2 separate regions of the Zea mays genome follow, and region 2 is linked to region 1. The links are chromatin contacts, called in public Hi-C maps. All regions are on one chromosome and are shown on one strand. The core of a region is the stretch at or near the end of the contact, and the rest is flanking DNA. Distances in the headings are between cores, read along the strand shown.

What was found. Hi-C and Micro-C count contacts between places; a contact is called where the count stands out from the background.
Region 2: a contact with region 1 is called in a Hi-C map of tassel, with 5 times the contacts expected there. The contact joins the promoter of LOC103653736 here to the promoter of LOC100279585 in region 1. A contact is called at or near these places in 3 of 25 Hi-C or Micro-C datasets (bundle sheath, ear and tassel).

The regions. Positions count from the first base shown.
Region 1 is chr4:138,257,338-138,260,680 of Zm-B73-REFERENCE-NAM-5.0, reverse strand. LOC100279585 reads right to left here and starts at 1,515. Exons shown (of 3, transcript NM_001354591.1): 1 at 707-1,515; 2 at 349-430; 3 at 1-214. The coding sequence starts at 1,344.
Region 2 is chr4:138,956,932-138,960,274 of Zm-B73-REFERENCE-NAM-5.0, reverse strand. It overlaps LOC103653736 (nicotinamidase 1), which reads left to right and starts at 1,736. Exons shown (of 5, transcript XM_008680552.2): 1 at 1,736-2,074; 2 at 2,626-2,809; 3 at 3,166-3,299. The coding sequence starts at 1,751. LOC100193981 reads left to right here. Exons shown (of 6, transcript NM_001139048.1): 5 at 747-828; 6 at 995-1,387. The coding sequence ends at 1,125.

The DNA of each region.
Region 1 (3,343 bases), core at 266-2,765:
ATCTGCACATCAGCGGCAGCTTGAGCGAGAACACGGAGGAGGAGGACGGCAGGTGGCCGGTCCGCCTGAGCGCGTCCGCCCTGTCGACCCGCGCGGCGCGCCGGTTCAGCTTGGCCTCCGCCTGCGCGCGCTTCTCCCTCGCAGCCGCCTGCGCCGAGGCCAGCTTGCTCGCCGTCTTCTCCTGCGCCCGTAGCTTCATCCTCTCCGCCTTGGCCTGCCCCAGCGATGAGCATTTCAATTTCCTTCCATTGTTCGGATCGAAAGGTCCGTATCTGGTGCGTGGTTGACTTCCACAGGTCCAAACTTTTTTTCTAGGCTGATGAAACATATGGCCATGACTACTCGTACCTCGGCCACCTTCATTTGCAGCTCCGCCTTTTGCCGTCGCCGGTTTTCCCAGGCCTGTATTTTCATCTCCTCGCGCCGATACCTGCGAGAAGAGAGCGCCAGCGACCTCGTCAGCACGCAGAGCATGTACAGTACAGTACGAGCTGCTCATCAGTGAGTCTGTGAGTGAGGCAACAGGCAAAGCAAAGGCAACACACCACTCCGGTGCATGCACCGGCACTGCTAGTCTGCTACCGTGGCAGTGGCGTTTGACCGTTTGTTGCCGCCGTTTTGCCCCTCCACATGGTTCAGCAACGTGCGGAGGAGAAAGCGCGCGTTGGTATTCGGTAGCCGGCAGCTAGCGAGTGATGGCGGTCACCTGGCCATGTGCTTGGCGCGCTCGGCGGCGTCCCACGTCGCCGCGGGCGACACGGCCGTCGTCGTCGGCGCACCGGGCGCCGTCTCGTCGCGGTCCGCTGCCGCTAGGCCTGGTGGCGATCCACCGTCGACCGTAGACAAATCCGGTGGGCGCAGCGGTGCGTGGATCGCGCGCCCCGCCGTGGACGGCGGCGTGGCCGGTAGGGTTGCGCGTGGGGTGTTGGCCCTGGATGGCTCTTTGCTCCCGGCCGGCGTCATCTCCGTGCCGACGTCCCGCAGCGAGGGGCACCGGGGCGGCTGCCCGTACGCCAGAACGGAGTCCACCCTCTTGGTCTCCGCCTCCGCACCCGCGTCGTCCCGCGCGCCGAGCCCCAGCGCCGCGGGCAGGGCGGCGCCGCCGTCCGCGGCGCTCCACGAGTGTCGCGCCTTCTGCGATGCCGACGGCAGCAGGAGGCGGTCGTCCGCGCAGGAGCTCCGGCGCCGGTCGTCGTCGTCGTGCGCACGGGAGGAGGAGAGCCACCGCTGCGCGTCGTCCCACTTGGACGGCCTCGGCTTCGCCTTGGCGTAGCGAGCCAGCAGGCGTCTCCCGCTGTCCGCGTCGTAGCTTAGGCCCATCATCCCCTGCGACGATCTCCTCATTCTGTATGATGCGCACAGGAACAGCACAGGCGCGAGAACGGGCAAGGCAAGAAGAACGGAGCAGGGAAGCTGAGTCAAGCTTGTACCTGGAGGGCTGGAGGCCCGAAATAAAAGAAGAGGTCGAGAAGCCGTACGACACCAGAAAGCTGGAAAGCACACAGAGAGATTGATAGAGACACAGAGCCACAGAGGGCACTGAATGAAGTGATGGCGATGGCGCGCAGTGACTGCACACGTCTGCTCTGCGACGGAAAGGGAAGCCAGCAGCCAGAAAAGCCTCGGAGGCGGGGCTCATGATTGGCCGACACTGTGCAACGCACGGCGCACAACGGCACACCGTGCTCGTCCCCGCCTCGCGCGCACGGCGACTGGGCGGAGCAAGAACGGCGGGCTCCACCATATGACCGCGTCTCAAGGGTCAAAGCTGCCCCGCCCTAAATCCGGGCGTGGACGACCAAGCAGTCAAAGCACGGCACTGTCATCGAGCAGTGGCACAGAAAAAAAATCCCTTCGTTGCCGTCCAAAACTATAACAATCCCTGAGATACCATTGAAAAATGCGTGTTCCCTCTAATCTCATTAGTTTTAGTTTTTAGTCACTTGGATATCATTGCCATCCAAAAACCAGCTAGAGAGCTATTAGTTGGTGTTGGAAAAGACTAATATATCTCTGTGCCCTTAATAAACCTCTTCCATACCATTTCTACAACGTAGCTTTGAGAACTACATAACATTAATATAAGTACTAATATATTAATATAAGTATATAACAGTAATACGACGACAAAATTTTATATATTTTATTATAAAATGTTGTTCTCATATTAATGTTACATAGTTGTAGTGATGCTATGGAGTTCTCAAAGCTAAGTTGTTAAAAGGGCACGAGAGTGGTTCATGTACATGACACAGGGGTATATTAGTCTTTTTCAACACCAACTAGCAACTCTCTAACTGTTTTTTGGACAACAATGACATCAAGGGACTATACATTTAAACTGATGGCATTGTAGGGAACTCATAGCTTTAGCTTTGGATGGTATTGAAGGGATTGCTATAGCTTTAGATGGTATTGAATGGATTTTCTAAAAAAAACGGTGTCAAGAAAACATGTCACCGCTGTTCTCTAGACATGGGATCCATGTTTCGCTGCGCATTGCATGCTGGCGGACAAGCGTTTGAGATTCGGGCAGCGCTTGCGATGTTTCTATTGATGGCCAGGCCGATAGCTCGACTAGCAAGACCAGGACTGGAGAACGTCACTGCGCGACGGGGGACGAGGAGCACTCGTAGAGATAGTGATGGCAACAGATCAGATTCGAATCGGATATTGCAAATATCTGCCTGCAACTATATCTGTGGTTGCAACCATTATCTGTCTATGATCATATCTGTGGGTAGAAATTTATATTCATGTCTATGCCCATCAGGATTTAGATGGGTTTCGGATATTCGTCGGATATGACAGCCACAATCATTTTCAACAATTCAATAGTATAATTAGTCAAATTTCTTTCTAATTTACCATCATACACAATTGGAACTTAATAAAAGAATTATTATGGTATGTGGGCCACGATTAGAGGCATTAGAGCTTGGAAGAGTCAGCCGCTATGGTATTTTGAAGGGGCCACAAGGCACAACGCAGAAAGCCAATAATGCTAGAAGGGAGCCTAAGTGGTGAATTGGGAGCGTTAGACGTGTAGGTTTATGGTGTTAGGGTTTGTTATTTGCTATGTAGTATGGACTAGGCCAAAAAAATATGATACAGGTCGATTTCATATATCTAACAGATAAACTGTGGGTGAAAAATAATATCCTAATATGTGCTCGTCTCACTCTAGGTTGAATTCAGATCTAATCAAAAACATATAAGGGCTTGTTCGGTTAGCTCTCAATCCATGTGGATTGAGTGAGATTGGATGAGTTTGAATACCAAACAAGTCAAACTTCTTAAGAATTTTTTCCAATCTCATCCAATCCATGTGTATTGCATCCAA
Region 2 (3,343 bases), core at 487-2,986, 700 kb before region 1:
CAGTCCCATACAAGCTCATAATTAAGCAAACGGGATTTGTTATTATTAAGAATGATATATTAGAATGAGAAAAGTATGTGTTACTTGATTGTGCATTTCCCCTTGTTAACTGATACAGTTGTCACTAGTCCGCTCCAGTACCTTACAGTTTTGAGTTTTGACAAAACTATGTTTGTGAGGTAGCATTCTGGGAATTATGAATCTGGCTCTCTACTTGCAACATTTGCTTATTATAATAAGTATATTCTGAAATTGACAGTACTTCTAAATAATCAGGCCATTTCTGGATATTGGAAATTTCTCTATGCCCAAAGTACTGAAGGAAGCTGGCTATGTATGAATATGTATTGTCCAATTGTTGGTTTGTTTTAGGAAGAAAAACAGGTCTCCCATGTAGCTTATTTATGGTCAATAAAAATCATGAAAGCATGAGTAGAAGTTCAAAAACAGTTGGCTCATGTTATTTTCTTAGCCATCTTCTCATCTGTCTGTGCCTATGCATTTGAATTATGCCATGCTCTTGATTCATCATTTACACGAACAAAATGAATTGGCATCCAGTCATTTGATTTGCTCTTGTTATACATATAGCTATGCTCTTGTTATACATCGAAGCAAATAGCAGCATATTACTAGAAAGATGATGTTCTAGACCACATCATTTTTTACCTTTTCCTCTCTATTCTCCCATGCACTGCCGGACTGTCATATGAGAAACATCATTCATGCCTCTTTTATGATTTCAGGAGGTTTTATATGAACCAAAAGTGCTGGAGCTGGAACCTGAGATTCTCCGGGACATCAGTTGGGATCTCCCTAGTTCAGTAGGTGAGTTTTTCCCTTGTGTGTTTTGTCAATCGTGTTTTACCTGCTGTACTTGCTAAGTGTTGCTATCACGACTATCGTCCAAGCTGTTATTCTTGTCTCTTTTGTGTTTTCTCTTCTTTTCGAAATATTTCAGTTCGGATATTTCATTTCTGATTGCACCATGCAGATGGTAAAGCAAAGCTGGATGAAGACTGTCTTGCCTATGATCAGCTTGACCAGTACCCATCTTTGGAGAACAATCCAGTTACATTTGAGCTGAGAGACGAGCCAGCGATCCCGCAGCTGGGAGTGCATTGAAGAATCCCGCAGCTCTGCTTGCTGCTTTGCTCTAGAATGCTAGGTCTTGAACCCCTGATGTTTTTCTCCAGCTATGTTCTGGTGGATGTGGGTGGTATAGGATTTCACAGTTTGATCACTAGTACCTGATCCAGCGGAAGCGACAGCGCTTCCTGTTTGTTATGCTTGCTGATGGGCGATGGTTGTGGAACTGCTGATGGTATAATTCTAATGTTTTCAGCAAAACAAACCTATATGGTCTCTATATTTATTCTCCTGAGTCATATGACTTGGCAGTGCTTTAGATAGCGACAATGGTCCTAAATATAGCGAGATTCTTGCCACGTGCTAGCAAGAGACAAAGGAGGGGTCAGGTTGATTGTCCAGAGGTCACATCAGGAGACTACGGTCCGGTTGGTTTCAGTTTTTTTTTTCAGACTGGTCGCTAAAAGGTTTTGCGTACTATAAAAAAAATCGCTTTGCTCTGTTAAAAATCAACGTGAGGCTATCTCCAGCACCTTTATTCATTATTCATAACTTTATTTAAACTCTAATCTGTAAACAGTGTAGTCGTAGTCTATAGTGTAAAATATTATTTTTGGATGTGTAAAATATTATTTTTGGATAAACTTTGGCTAGAGTGCTGATGAACGTCGACGCCGTTCCCACGTTGTCCTCTGTTCCATCCCCGTTCGTTCCACGAACCAAACCAAACACGCTCCACAAAAAGAGGTCAGTGTGGACGCTTGACCGCGAAAATTATATAGACTTCTACTCGGCTGCATCTTTGCTCCGGTCGATGCACGACAAGAGGAGAATGGGGACGGAGGCCGACGCCGCAGCCGTGGACCTACTCCGGTCGCAGATCCCGTTCCAGACCGACGGGGAGTTCGTTCTCCCGCCGCGCGGCGTCGGGCTCGTCCTCGTCGACCTCTGCAACGGCTTCTGCACCGTCGGCGCCGGGAACCTCGTGAGCCGCCGCCTCCTCTTTACCCACCACCGCTTCTCGGTTCTCGCCCCTTTCTTTTCCCCCCGTATCGTGATTCCGTTCTGTTCCTCGCTCGATCATCATAACACTAGAATCGTTTGGTTTCATGGGAAGGAAGGGAGTGCAGCGATTTTGTAGGAATCTGTAACAGGGACAGAAGTGATCGCTCACTGGATATATCCTCCTCGGTTGTATCGTTGTATATTTCCTTTCTCTTCCCTCGACCTATTTTTTTAATCTATTTCCTGGTCAGTATAAAAAAACTCTCGACCAGTGTTTGGGTATGCACAGTACAACTGTACAAGTAGTAGCAGACCTGAAATTTCTGCCGATCCTATGAGAGTGAGACCGTTTTGTTGTTATCTAGTAAAACACATGCTGTCATCGTTACATTAGCATGTTCTCTTCGTTTGCATTGTCCTTGCAATTACGCAAGTTCCTGTTCCCTTTTCTAGTTCATGCGCCGTGCTATTAGTAGGTTTGATTATTGTTTTATACAGAGCATTTTAGTCATTTATGCTTTTCATTCACAGGCTCCTGTTGCACCAAACAAGCAGATCAGTAAGATGGTGGAAGAGGCCGCGAGGCTCTCTAAGCTGTTCTGTGATAGAAACCTACCAATATTTGCATTCCTGGATACCCATTATCCAGATAAGCCGGAACCACCATATCCCCCTCATTGTATTATTGGTACTGGGGAGGAGGACTTTGTTCCAGGTTGGTGCTAAACCAAACCCACCCTTTATATTTCAGAAGTGTTTGCTTGCTCAACTTGGGGCTTAGCTTTATTTCCTGTTGGAGTGTGTTTGGTTTTAGGAACCAAACACATTCCAAATGAGGTGGCGTGTCACGAGCCCATCTGATGAATTTTGGTGGAATCACCTCATTCCTTGTGCTTGTACTAATTATTAGCTAGAATCAATCCGTTTTATTTCAACAAAACCAAAAAAAAGTGAGGAGCGACAAGATGATGGAGCACTCCATTCCTTAAACCTAACTACTGACGGTACATGAGAAGAACAATGGAATATGATTGATTTTCTGTGTGACCAATTTCATTTTGCAATGTGCAGATCTGGAGTGGTTGGAAAAGGAGCCAAATGTGACTATAAAGAGGAAAAGTTGTATTGATGGGTATATCAGCTGCATAGAGAAGGACGGGTCTAGTGTTTTTGCTGATTGGATTGGAAAATATCAGATAAAAACTGTGAGTTGTCTTGATACAGAAGATTTCAGAGATAGACTTTACCC